Linked DNA regions of Sus scrofa: region 1 is linked to region 2. A link is a contact called in public HiChIP or PLAC-seq data. All regions are on one chromosome and are shown on one strand. The core of a region is the stretch at or near the end of the contact, and the rest is flanking DNA. Distances in the headings are between cores, read along the strand shown.

Evidence for each region. HiChIP or PLAC-seq counts read pairs in DNA pulled down with a chosen protein or histone mark.
Region 1: an H3K27ac HiChIP or PLAC-seq map of skeletal muscle shows a contact between it and region 2, with 2.4 times the contacts expected there. The contact joins the promoter of PRRC1 here to the promoter of LOC102161210 in region 2. A contact is called at or near these places in 1 of 5 promoter capture datasets (liver), 1 of 47 Hi-C or Micro-C datasets (omental adipose tissue) and 2 of 2 datasets of contacts at active chromatin or transcription factors (alveolar macrophages and skeletal muscle).

Annotation. Positions count from the first base shown.
Region 1 is chr2:130,438,070-130,445,094 of Sscrofa11.1, forward strand. PRRC1 (protein PRRC1) reads left to right here and starts at 5,498. Exons shown (of 9, transcript XM_021084706.1): 1 at 5,498-5,686.
Region 2 is chr2:130,019,881-130,027,257 of Sscrofa11.1, forward strand. LOC102161210 reads left to right here and starts at 6,041. Exons shown (of 6, transcript XM_021085157.1): 1 at 6,041-6,340; 2 at 6,401-6,555; 3 at 6,716-7,043. The coding sequence starts at 6,041. It overlaps MARCH3 (membrane associated ring-CH-type finger 3), which reads right to left and starts at 6,500. Exons shown (of 5, transcript NM_001244831.1): 1 at 6,283-6,500.

The sequences.
Region 1 (7,025 bases), core at 4,248-6,747, 420 kb after region 2:
CATCCTTCTCTTGTCAGGGGAGGAAATTACAGCTCAGAGACAGTAACTCCAGCGTTGCCCTGTTAATTAGTGGCAGTATTAGGTTCCTAGTTGTTCTTCCTCTGCCCCTGATGACCTGTTCAGCAGCAGTTGTAAGAAACGGCAAGTGGAAAACCCCAAATGGCTGTTTCCATGCAGCTGGGTTGGCATGTGATTTGCGGACTAGACTCATCCATCTCTTAGGCTGTTTTCCCCAAGTGTCACTGCTAAGCCTTAGAAAAAATGCTCCATTGCCAAAAGGATGAGCACAAGTTCTGAACGTTAAACACTGCTTGACGATGAAGATGCTTGTAAGAACAAGTGTGTTATATTTCCTTTTCTAAACTACGATGTAAAACTTAGAGGGGAAAGGTGGCGTGTTCTTTGTAAAAATACAAAGGTCAAGAAAAAATCAGAATCCTTTGGAACATGTTATTGCATATGACCGGCATAGATCTTTTTTCTTTCTTTCTTTCTTTGGCCAGAGAACGAGTTTTAGTTGCATGGTTTCTTGTTCAAAGTAAAATTTCAAGTTTTCCAAAGGAAGCATGTTGGCTCTGTCTTCCACATGATTTTTTTTTTTTACTAGAATCATATTTAGGTGAGAAAAGATGATTATAAGTATTTTTTGGCCATGTGGGTACTACACATGAATCTTCATAAAAAATTCAAATCAATTCAAAAAGAGTTCATAGAGTACTTAGTCTGTGTAAAAATATTTGAATATATTCAGACTCTAAAGACAAAGTTATTGCCATTAAGGAGCTTATAAATTAACAGTGAATACAGACATAACCCTCAAAATGCAATGCACAAAGTTTTATGATGAAGAAAATATTGAGCTGGTCTCTGAAAAATTAGGGGTTTCTATTAGTGGAAGATGGAAAGGGAAAAGGCGTTTCAGGCAGAGGGATTGATAGGAGCAAAGGCACATGGTTTTAGGAAGGACAGATCCTTGAAGCTGATGCCTGGGAGATAGGGAGGAAGATGCAGGAAGAGGAGAAAAGACTAGAAATAAGGATAAGTTGAGTTTTTAAGATTTTTATCATGCAGGCAATGAGGAGTCCTAGAGTAGAGTGGTTTTATGTTTTTATTATTTTGGGTTTTTTTTTTTTTTGGCTGTTTCCACAGCATGTAGACCTTCCTGGGCCAGGTATTGAAGCTGCACCACAGCAGTGACATTGCTGGATCCTTAACCTGCTTTGCCACAGGAGAACTCCTAGAGTGTTTTTATGAATCTAAATGCGTTTTAGAAAGAGAAGTTCTTTTTCGAAGCAAACTGCAATGGACTCTGGTAACGCTGAGTATGTGTGTGCAGGAAAGGGGCATGTGTTGACATTTCCACGCTACAACTCACAAGTGCAAAGGGAGTAACTTCTTCATATCTCTGTAACCAGGACGACAGTAAGATTGATTGTCCAATCTGGAACACTTCTGAGAATAAAATGTGGGTGCTTTTAATAATCACGCAGGGCGGAATTCCCGCTGTGGCACACTGAGTTAAGGATCCAGAACTTCTGGAGTTCCCATCATGGCTCAGTGGGCAACAAACCGGACTAGTATCCGTGAGGATGCAGGTTTGATCCCTGGCCTTGCTCAGTGGGTGAGTGGGCCTTGCAGTGACCTGTGGTGTAGGTTGCAGATGCGGCTCAGATCCAGCATTGCTGTGGCTGTGGTGTGGGCCAGCAGCTGCAGCTCCGATTTGTCCCTTAGCCTGGGAACTTCCATGTGCTGCATGGCTGCAGCTCTAGAAAGACAACAGACCAAAAAAAAAAAAAAAAAAAAAATCCAACATCTCTGCAGCTATAGCATAGATCGAAGCTGTGGCTCAGATTTAATCCCTGGCCCAGGGATTTCCATATGCCACAGGTGTGGCCGTAAAAATAATAATAATAATTATGCCAGGAACACAGCTATAAATTGGGAGTGTCCAGGGGAAATTAAGAGGTTGAGTCACTCTGTTTATAACTAGACTAAATTTTCTTTAGTTGAAAACAAACAAATAAGCACGTAAAACCTTTCTTTGGAAATGACATCTCAGTCTCCTCTAAATAAAAATCTTTTAGGTTTAAAACGGTCACTGTCAGGTGAATATTAAGAAAATTTGAAGGTCGGAGAATAAAAACTAACACTTTCTACAGAATACTGTGAGTAGGCATTGTTCAAAGCACTTCACACACATTAAGTCCTTTAATCCGTAAGAAAAACACAACTCTGGGGTAAGTATTCATATAAATTCTCATTTTATAGGTGAACACAGTAAGACACAGTGAGTTTAAGCGACATGTTCATGGCTAGCTGTTGACCTAGCAGGTGCCAGATCGAGAATTCAAATCCAGGGCGTCTGGAACCTCTATCTATGTCCTCATCTACACTACATTGCCTCTCCGACTCTCCGTCATGACTTGCTTGCCTCCTAAATTTGAATTCTACATAAAACGATGGATAATTAGTACAGGTATGTCCCATGAGTGTTGGGGACAAGCTCCTCCTCTGTCCTAGTTGCCAGAGGAACTTACACATCCTCTGTGCATAGGTTGGGTGCGGGCACCAGCCCCTGACCTCTGTGTCTCGGCCAGTGTCCTTGACCGTGTCGTTCACAGTCGTATAAGTCAGGGGCTGTCCTCTCAGCAGAGTCCACTGTCTCAAAGCAGATTTGGCGCTGCCTCTAGTTCTGGCTATGCTGCGGTTGCTCAGTCTCAGCCTCATCGCCTCTCCACCTGGAAATATACGTCAGTATTCATATGAAGGCCACAAGCTTTATGGACTGTTTTAAGAAGATTTAAGAATAGAATCTTTTAGCTCTGAATTGGGCTAGAAAAAAAGCCTCAACTCAAGTGGGAAGCAGTGTTGTTCACCCGTGGTTTTTGAGAGAGAAAAGCAAAATGCCACTCTAGCACTGTATCTCTCCTTGTAGCTCAGAAAGGCACTCTATTATGCATTAGAAATTTCGTATAAGGAGAAATTTGATGCGTTCCACAAGCCACGACTAAAAAAAAAACGAACTAGTTTTTTGTTCTGTCATTAAGCTATAAATTTCCCTTGACTCCTTTCATTTCCCTCCACCTAAGAACGTATCTTCTTACCCTTTCACCCCCAAAGGAGGCAAGAATTTAGGGGTGCAGCTAAAGAATTCTGAGTTTTAATTCCAAGTCCAAACACAATTCTAGGAAGCTTAGTTTCCTTCTTTTTTGCTTTTTTGTCTTTCTTTTTGTTTTGCTTTTTAGGGCTGCACTTGCAGCATATGGAAGTTTCCAGACTAGGTGTCGAAGAGAAGCTGGAGCTGCTGGCTTACACCACAACCACAGCAACCCACTGAGGGAGGCCAGGCACTGAACCCGCATCCTCGTGGATACTAGTCGGGATCGTAATCAGCTGAGCCACAATGGGAACTCCCAGTTGCCTTATTTCTAATATTAGAATAATAGTAATAACACTTGCCACATAAGCTCTTTTGAAGTTTACATGAGAAATAGTGAGTAAAACATAAGGTATTAGACATGCAATTCAGTGTAAACTTCAAAACCTTGTAATCCTTATTTGGTTGACTCCTGTCTCTCAGGACCCATGCAGTGGGTACAATAGTGCCCTTGACAAATAGATTATGCAATCCCCCAAACTTGTGAATATGACCTTGTATAGAAATAAGATCTAGAGTCTCAAGGATTTGAGATGAGATCGTTGTGGATTTAGGGTGGGCCCGAAATACAATGACAGGTATACTCATCAGAGAAAAAGCAGAGGGACATTTGAGACACCTGCTACTGTATTTAAAACTAAAGTCAATTCTTGTCTGCTCTCTGCTGAAAACCTTCCCTTGTTTCTCATTTTTCTCAGAATATAACTCAAAAGCCTTAAGGGGGCCTCCCTGTCTGGGTAGGATCTGGCCCTGGTATCTCTCCAACCTCATATATTACCACCCTCTCAGTCCCAATTTCCTTGTTATTAAGCAAACGTGCAAGGCACCCTCCCTCAAAGCCTTTGGGTGTTCTTCCTTGGTCCAGGTAACCACAGGGCTGCTTCCTTACAGAGCCTACTCAATCCCAACCCCTCTGAGAAGCCTTGCTCATTTGTCCTATCTGAAGTGGCCTACGGAAATTATGGTCAATATCACATCCCCCTATTGACTTTCTTCAAAGTGCTCATTGCAAACAATACTTCCTTTGTTTATTTTCCTGTTCATAGTCTCTCTCTCTATGAGAATGAAAGCTCCCTCACTGTCTGGATCTTGTCTGTCTTGTTCATTGCTAAATTTCCCATACTGATGTTCAGCCCATCACAGCCACTAATAAATATGTGTAGAATGAATGAAGAAACCAGGAGATCTTACAGCTGTCAAGGGTGTCAACCCAAGAGGATAGAGATGGTAACTGTTTTCAGCACCATCCCAAACAGCACTTTCTGTAGAGTTATCTAGACAACCACCTACACACATTCTCAGTGGATAGAATAAGAGTCATTACCAAAGGCAACAACCCACTGCCCCTGCAAATCACTTTGAAGTTAGGGCAGAGTTAAATAGTGTTAACTCTTCAATGAGGTATTTTTAAATGCTTTAAGCTGTCAAGTCAAGATATCTGTTAATGTTAAATCTACTAATGAGTTCCTGAAGGAATTTGGAAACAACAAAAACAATTTTTTCTGTGTTTCACACTCCTTTGAAAAGCACTTGCATATGTCTTAACTTATTTGACTCCGCTATCTGCTTGATTAGATAGGGCAAATGGTATTATTCCCATCTTACAGGTGGAAATAAGGAGAATTAGGGGGGGAAAGTAACCTGTAGAAGGTCACGTAATCGCACAAGTGGCATGAGGGCATTCCTAGAGCCAAACCGGGACTTCTGATTGCAAATTCCATATTTTTCTCCATATTCATTGATTTATTTAGTATATATTATTGAGCACTGACTTTCAGGAGCTATTTTAAGTGCGGCACAGAACGTTAAGGAAGTTGATCATCTTTGGTTTTGGTTTTCCATCTTTTTTTTTTTTTTTAAAGAAAGTGTAATACAAGAACTTGGCGGGGGGGGGGCGGGGGCGGGAATCAGTATCCTTTTCCCCACCCTGCTCTCGCTCCTGTAAATCTTTTTAAAATAACGTAGGATAAGCCTCCCGCTTCTAGAAAGAGGTCTTGCCTGGAGGTGGGAATTGGACTGGATCATCCCGGCTAACTTATCGCCACCCCCGCGAGGGGGCCACGGCACAAGGTAAGCCAGCTACACTCGGTAACAAGTGTTTCCTTCTCGCAGCAGAGGTTGCAGAGTGGAAAGGTGGGCAGAACTGCTCGAGAAGCCTTCTCGAGCGAGGGAGCGCCCAAGCCGGGCGAGAAGGAGTAACTTTGGATCTAAGGTACTCGAGCAGGTTTAACTAGCGCTCTCGGGGCGGGGCTCCAAGCGAGCGAGAGGGGCGGGGCGGGGCGGGGGCGGGACGAAGCGCGGGGGCGGGGCCATGCGAGGCGCGGGGGCGGGGCCAGGCGCGGGGCGGGGCGGCGGCGCCGACGTGGCAGCCGCAGGGGCTTGCGCCTCCGGTGGCCATCTTGGCGGCGCGGGTGCGCGGGGCGAGCTCTCGGCGGCATCCACCTCGTCTTCTCGCAGCCGTAGTCTCACACCCCAGCCTCCCTAGCTTCCGCTTCACACTGCCAGGCAGTCACTTTCTCGGTCCCGCAGGTGAGAGCCAGGCTGCCAGCAGCGCGGGAGCAAGTGGGTGATGGGATAGGTCGCGGGCGCCCAAGCCGGCGCCTAGGGGCGCAGTCGCTGAGGTGGGCTGGCCGGCCTGTGCCCAGGGGCGCCAGGGTATTTCGGGAGTCCCTTCGTGGTGCAGTCCGAGAGCGGGCTGTGGGAGCATGCAGGGTGCGGCCCGGGCACCGGTGTGCTTCGCGAGATAAGAGGTCCCATCCGCGGTTTGCGCCGTGGGTGCGGCTCGGGGGTCTTATCCGGCACTTTGCTGTTGCGCTGAGACCGACGCCGGCGCCCGCGGCTATTTGGCTCCCGCTTTCTACGCGCTGGCTGGAGGGCAAGAACAGAGGCTGTAGCCCACTGACCTTAGCCCAGGCTAGCCCAGCCCGGCCTGGAGACGTGGCAGAGCCTGGGGGAAGGCCGCTCCCGCCTGGGAGACTCCTAGGTCAACAAATCGGACTGGCAAAGGAAAGTAGCTTCTTTTCCCATAGGTTCCCCCATCGGTGCCCAGCGCTGCTCCAGAGGACTTTTGCGCTCTCTCTTTGTTGGTTCTTGGGACCTGCTTCAGGAAAATTTGCGGGATAGCCCGTGTCCTCGATTGGCAGAATTTGTCCAATCCAGGGGAGTTTTTTTCATTCGAAGTAGTTATTTTGAGAGGCAACATGTAGGTTTCTGCCAACGTAATGCATTTTGGCATGCCAGTCTTTTTTCTGTACAGCCGCTGTGTAGTCAGTGAACATTTGCGTGGAAGTTATTTTGGGATCAGAACTGAGAATGCGAGAATGCGGAGACAAAACTCAGACCCTCCTTCAGTGCTCAATGTATGGTAGTAGAGCCTGTCTTTTGAACCAGTAGCACATTAACAGTAATAATGGCTGGTAATAGCTTTTACGTTTATCAGAGCTTCATTATTCTGTTTCTTGTATTCTTCTAAGTAGCCATCTACTTTTTAACAGAAAAACCACGGCACAAGCAAATTGTAAGCAGGGTCCTTCCAGAGACTAAGGACTCAATTTTCCAAGCCATTTCCATCACTTTTTCTTTGATGTTGATCCATTAATATTTTTGTGTGCGAGTCTGAATACCAGACCTTTACCAACTTTGACACTTAGCTTTTATTTTATCATATCAGCTTTTCTTTAATAGAAGGTGTTGTGTTTATGCATCCAGAATTTACCCTATATTGTCGTTAAGCCGATTCTTAAATAGTATAGCTTTTAAAGATAGAAATTGGCTAATTATTCCATTTCGTGGCTTGTATTCTTTGTACAAGTTCTTTTGCAAATGCACTCATTAAGGTTTATCTTTAAATTTGACCTCCACTAACCAC
Region 2 (7,377 bases), core at 4,791-7,290:
AATTCTTTGTAGCCTCTAGTGCTATTCAGCAATTTCCTGAATATGATCCCTGAAGAAGCTATGACAGGTCCCTGCCCTCAAGGGGCTTCCAGTCTGCAGGAGGGGATTATAGAAGATAAGAGCACTGCTGGCAAAGAGGGGCATAAAAAAGCTCCCCAAAGGCCCACTGTGTTTTGAGTTAGCTAAAGAGCTGCTACCCAGGTTAGGTACTTGAATACCACTCATTAGTTCATTTTGGTTTGTAATGATTACCTGGAAGATTGTTCAAGGGCTAGGAGATAGTTCTTAGCACTACCGTTTTTATTATTGTCAATCAAAAAGATAAACCTGTGCATTTAGTATCTAGGGGTATAATCTGGAAAATACTATACCTTACCTTTGGCTGAGGAGAGGAGTGCACTTATAATTTTTCTAATTACAAGGCATTTTCTTGTTATACTTATTTTATAGCAAAAAGTTTTAAAAGCTTTTGAAAAGATCACATTTTGCTCACTTGAAATATCTGTGTATATTTTAGCATAAAATATACTTGGCAGCTGCTAACATAATTGGGTGGCTACGCCTTGCAAAAACTTGATTTCTTTTTAATCAAATTTTTAGAATCATACTGGGTTTCCTGCCAGTGCTGCAATAGAGAGCAATAAATACATCATTAGATCAATGGTGGTCTGATGATGGATGACTCCAAAGATAGTTCCAGCCAAGAAGAATAAGCTCAGAAGTCTCATTGTGCAAAGATTAATAAAATATTATTTAAAACACAGATACTGAGTTAATATAGCAGGGAAGAAAACACTGCAAAATAGAACAGAACAGCTATGGTTTTATAATGTGGTGATATTGATCATGAATTTTCCTAAATATTCTAGAACAGCCACACTATTACATATGCCCCTGATTAGACCTAGAGATGAGAAGGAAAAAGTTATTAAAAAAAAAAAGGAATGAAACTAACCAAGGGAAGGCCTGCTGCTATAATAAATTATTTAAAGTAAGCAGGGTGAGTAGGTTGTGAAGACAATATAAAACAGAATCAATGCCCCAAGAAACTCCAAACCATCAGCACCTCTATAAATTTCTTAACATCCTGTCTGGAATTTTATGGAAGGTATTTCTTTCCCACCACTCTCTCTATTCCCATCCCATCCCAACCGTGACCCCTTACTTTCTGCCAATTCGTTTCTGAGAGCTCAGCATTTGTTTTTCCTCTGTAATCCAGGATGCTGTCTTCAGTTATGTTTCTCAGCTTATATCAGAAGAGTGTCTGTAAGGTCACAGATGAGTGAATCCATCACCTCATTCATCTGGATCTTAAATTTCCCATGGTAACTATATGCTGGGAATATCTAATAAGATACACATAACAACATCACGTTAATATTATCCTTTTTTGTTTTTCTTAATATGGTTATAGTTAAATCCACAAAGTTAAAGCTAGAGTAGAACTTCTATAGCTCAATGTTTGTTCTATTATTAGAAGATAATATTGGATCCAAAAAAACTAAAATGAAGGTAGGAGCTCTTAAACTTAGGAACATAAAGCCTTAAGGACATTATGGAGGAGAATGAGTCAAACAGACAAAATTTAAGTATTAGGAGCTGTTAAAAGGGCAGATTGACTTGAAAAGCAAATTTTTTCTAAGTGGATTTAACCCAGGGAATAGGGACATGGAAAGAAGTGTCAAAAATTTGGAAAAGAATTTGTGAAATTCTCTTTGCCAAAGAATTTTACCAAAAGTATGCCATGGAAAAAAAAAAAAAAAAAAGTAAGTGAGAAAGGTTGCTGAGAAGCTTGCAACTACCTACTGTCCAGTTTCAAGAAAAGTAGCTTTCTACTGTAGTTTTTAACCAGACACAAATTGGTCCCATTGTCTTTAATCAGAAGCTGTAATTATATCTTAGTCTTTGGGAATTTTCTAGGTTCATCCAATCACGCAGAAGCTGAGCAAATGAAATATAAGCAACTTTATTTATTTATTTTTTTTGGCCAGTGTGAAAACATTATTAGCGGCCTAACATGACTCAACAGGCAAACAGTACAGATCTAAAATACCAGTCCCCAAACTTCTACATACAAACTTTGCTGCCATTCTGCTTTGTGACTTTTGAAATTTATTTGCCATTCCAAATAAAGCTTGGATGACAAAGGTCAGGATCACTGAACAAGTGATTATATATGGTGGTTAGCTTTATAAAGAAAACTGTTTCAAGATTACATTCAGTTATTGAAAAAAATTGAAGAGGTAAGAAAACTAGATAATATGAACATATTATAACCATAACCATCTTAATATGAAGCTAAGTAAAAACAATTCAAAACGCAAGGCCAGCTTTTGTTACTGGTGTTATATTTAAATGTGAAAGTTGGCTCTTGGTATCTGTGGATGCGGAACCCCACGGATATGGAAGGCTAGCTGCGCTTTGTCATTCTATATAAGGTGCATGAGCTTCGGGGATTCTGGTGTCTGCAAGGGGTCTTGGAATCAGTTCCCCCAAGGAGACCGAAGGAGGACTGTATTATTATCCTTTTGTGGCTGCTGTTTGCTCATCTGTGACAAAACGGGAAAAAAAATCATCTCACTCAAAGGACTGTTAAGATAAGCGACCTATAAACATGCCTGCCAAGTGCTTCTTAAAGCATAAATTGCTCTGTAAAAGTCCCAGTAATGATCCAGTGGCCTGGAACAATCCAAGTTCAGCGTCCCAGCCTATCCATGTTCTTTTGTCATCAGGGAAGTAAATATCTTGGGCACTTCTGTCCTCTGAGAAGTCATTTGGCTTTTTAGGTTCCTGGATGGTAGAAAGATCCTTTCTCTTTCGCATTTTATCTAGGAGTCTTACACTAAGAATTATGCCAGTCTGAAGTGGGAGAACAGAATCCAAAAGTCAGTATCAAACTACATATAAAAAGCTAATTGGTAATAATTAATGAATCAAAATCACATGGACTTGAAAGAAGAGGTGGCAATCATCTCTCTGTGATGCTAAGAAAATCTATGTACCCGATTAACTGGACACCTCGCAATACTTCTAAGATGACTCCCTGGGTCTCTGAGTAGGTGGCCTGGGACACACTTTTGACCAAGAGGCAGACCAGCCACAGCTTCTCAAGGAGATCCTTGACTTCACATAAGTCTGTCCTAGCTGGGTTGAGGTTCAGGTTCCAAGCTTAGAAGAATTTTAATGAGTCACAGGCGGCTCTCTTAGAGTTTGCCTATGACACAGCAGGTTAAGGATCCGCCACTGTCACTGCAGCAGCTTGGGTTGCTGCTTTGGTGTGGGTTCGATTACCTGGCCCAGGAACTTCCACATGCCAGAAGCGGGGCCAAAAAAACCAAAACAAAACAGTGTATCTCAGGGATTGGGCTTCTTCTACCTTCCAGAGAGAAATGCCGGACAATGTGAGTTAAGACTGGCATAGTCTCCCCAGAGCACTCCAGGAATCCACTGGATTTGGAATAAGGCATAGGTAAGGCTGAGTTGGGGTCTTAATTTACCTTGCTTCCCCCAACAATTTTTTTTAGAATTGGTGCTCACCTGCAATAGGGATATCTCAGGATTCCAAAACCACTTCTGAACACAGGACAAAAGGTGCCATTGTTGAGGACAGAGAGTTAAAACATTACCTATAAATTTCACAAGGCTAGTAAATGCCACCTGGAAATTCTGGAACAGTTATTTGTTGAATCAACCCACAGACTATAATTGTTCTTTTATATCATAAATGCTATTTGTGTGTTTCTCAAACTATGGTGAGGGGATTGCTGACATCAGAATCACCTGGGTGCTTGTTAAAGATGCAGATTCCCAAGCCCTACCTCAAGACTCCCAAATCTAATTTTGGAGATATGAGTCCAGCCCATGAACTGAATTTTTAGGGAGCAACCCAGTTGACACAGGTGGTATCAAGGCAGGAGAATTATTTTGTCTACATAGTTCATCAGAAATGTAAAGATGCAGATAAGGGATTAGAATATTTTCTCCCAAATGTTTAAGTAGCATAAAAATGAAAACAGTATTTCTTATGATGTGTTCTTAAGAACCATCCCAGTTTATTGTACCCACATACAATAAACATAATTATTAAAATGTAATTATGAGCATAAAATTATTAGAAAAAATATCAACTATGCTTCTTAAAAATATGGCCTTTATTTTGTCACCAAAATAATTATACTATTAAAGGAATTTATAGTTTAAGAATCAGTCACTTGCCTATAGGAACTTAATAAGCTGTTATATTTCTCCCATACCCTTTTAGTCATCAGAAGTTTTGTGATAAAGGCTTTTTATTGTTTTTTAAACTATAAATTGTAAACCACTGCAGCTAGTGCTTAGGCTGAATATGAATTTATATCTAAGTTATAAATTCCTAAAAACATGTTTCATTAGAATTACTAAGGCAGTCTTAATGCTAGTAGATTAAATAGCCTCTGTAATAAAGCTCTGTTTACTTCTATTGAGATTTTTGGGGGGGGAAACAGTTCAGTTTTAATGCATTCTTTTAAGAAGCAAAAGAAAACAGTTTTTGATATACATGCTACTGCAAAGCAGTAAACCAGTGTTGCATGGTTATGTGACAAGCACCACATTTCTTTTCTAGAGAGATTTTTTTCCCTCCTATCTACTCACCTCTTCCCAAACCATGCCTATAATTATTTCACAAAATATAATTTGCCATTTCTGTGGAGTCAAACACTCCTTTTCTCCCTCACCAAAAATCACATATTCAGACTGAATGAAAATGGACTTGAGGGGTAGGCTTTGTTTGTAGCGTGTTTCTACTACGGGTTGCCCCCTACCCACGTTCCACCCTAGTGCTCCCACTGAAGTGTGTATGTTATGTTTTAACAGATGGACCAGCTGGTGGCTACTAGGCTGTAAAACAGGGACTGGGAATCTGCAAGCAATGCTATTGAACCGAATGCTCGTAAAGTTCATGGACATACACTGACCCAGACAGACTAGGCAGATCCAGACATGCTTACACACACACTCATCATACACCCCACGGATCAGAGGGTCTATCTCTCTACTCAGAGGAAGTTCAAGGCTGTTTCCTCCTCCATATTTCTCCTTGATTTGCTTATCAATTTTATATACACACAGAAGTACACACATATGTAGGCACATCTACGAATATATGGATAGCTATATAGCTCAGTGTTTTATACATTTTCAAAGATCAAAATATTGCCCAATTCTGTCATCAAGTCTCTACCTAGTACTCCCAATAAGCCCTTATTCATGTCAAATAAGTATTACAAGAAAATATTGGATTCAATTCTATTTGGTCCACACATAACATAAACTATATGTATGTAATTGCCCTCAGACAAAACAGCTACTTTTATGCCTTATCAACGAGAGAGAGAGAGAGAGAGAGAGAGAGAGAGAGAGAGAGAGAAAATAATAATCTATCTTCCACTGAGTCACAAACAAAAAGTGTCAGGTTTAACCTTGAATCCTCTGTTGTCAGTTTCTGTCACAACTTCATCACTTAAAACACAGGCGCTCAAACAAACACCAATCCACCAGCCTGGTGGTGGCTTTCACGGTCTCATCTAGGATTCCCCAGGGTCTCTGGGCATTGGGATAGACAGCAAGTACCCCGGGTGCTAACGAAGTACTTAGGACACACCTTGCAGGTGGACGTGGAGGTCCGAGCACCTCATAATGGATGCGGATTCAAGTGCTAATAGAAAGCAATTACTTTACAAAGTTTAATATCCGTGCTGTCAATTCCTTTCAATAATTGCAAAGCACTGAAGCTCCTGGTACAGAATCTAGCTGGTCACTAAAGTTCTCTCACCCCTAAAGACCCACCCGGACCCCTATGATCGCTGGCTCAGGCTACGCATCAGACAACAGACACGGTTATCTCGCCGCACCGGCTCCTGCGCGTGTTGATTTTTCAGGAACCTGTCCTCAAGCCATCTAGGAACTGCTATCCGCACACCGCTGGGCACGAAGGCCGCCCCTAGCGCGCGTGTCGCCGTCGCAGAGGGCCAGGGGAAGAGTCCCCAGGCCCCACCTAATGATGGCAATTACAACACGCCAAGTTCTTGCGAACACTCAGCCGCGTCCCGGGCCGAGTTGGGACGCTCTGAAACAAGATGTTCGGGTGTGGGGATTCTCGCAAGGAGTGAATCCCGGCAGCCCTGACCTCTTCACAGCCGCCACGCTCCGACGGACAGATCGACACGCGGCAGGACCCGTCCAGTCTCCCCGCTCGCCTAACAGCGCCGAGAGGAGCCGCTCGCCTCGCGCGCGGCCACTCACCCTCATCGCCGAGTCCCGATCGCAAACCGACGCCCCTGCTGTGGATCCTGAATTTCAAGTTGCCCCGAACCGGCGACACCTCTCGCCCTAGCCAACCGGAGCACATTGGCTCGGGCAGGCACCTCGGAGGGAGCACGTCAAGCTCGGCGGCAGCCCCGGCTCAGGCTCAGCAGCTGCCCGGAGCGCGCTGACAATTCACCGACCCGCTCAGCGAATGAGCCGGACAGCGGGGCTGAGGCGACAGGGCTCCGAGGGAGGCGGGGCCGGGCAGCAGTAAGGGCGGAGTCAGCCCGGGGCCGGCCCCGCGGGGCGGGGCGCCCTTCAACCCGTGACTGGCGGAGTCCACAGCCAATCGTGGCGCGCCAGAGCCCGCGGGTGTCGCGGGCTGTGAGGAGCGCCCTTCTCCGCCCCGCCGCCGCGGTCCAATCGCCAGCAGCGGAAGGCTGGCGGAGAGACGCGCCGGCGGCGGGGAAGTTGGCTGGGGTGAGGAGCTGGGGCCGCAAGGCTGGTGCTGTAGGGGCGGCTGTGGCCGGCCCCCGACGCCTTGGAAGCGAAGAGGCGGCCCCGGAAGACCCCTGGCTGAGAGAGGCCAGGGGCCAGCCGGAGTCTCCGCGTGTCGGCTCCCGGTGGAGCGAGAAGCCCAAGCCCCACGCGGACCGAGACTGGGCCGACACCGCCCACCCCTGGCGCCTGCAGGAGGTGCGGAACTTGGCGGCCCCAAAGGAGGTCCAGCGGTCGGAGGAAACCAGGTGCCAAAGAGGGTGAGTCCCGGGCCAGAGGACTGGAGGCCCGGGCCTGAAGCTGGGAGCTCTGGGCTCCCAGAAAGGTTCTGATTGCGTTCTGATGGTTACCTCCGAAACACAACTCCAACTCTGCCAGCCCCCCAGAAAGTTGACGACACGCCCTCTCATCACTGCCCTTCACACCACCGGCAGCGGGGACCTGACCAGGGGCCTCGGCTCCCTTCCCGACCCAAGGCGCCCCAGCACTTGTGCAGAGCCCGAGAGTGAAAAGGTGGCTCGGCCACGAGAACCGGCGGGCTGGCTCCCGCAGCGGTGGCTCTCCCCGCCGCTGTCCCTGGGGTCCGCCAGAGGG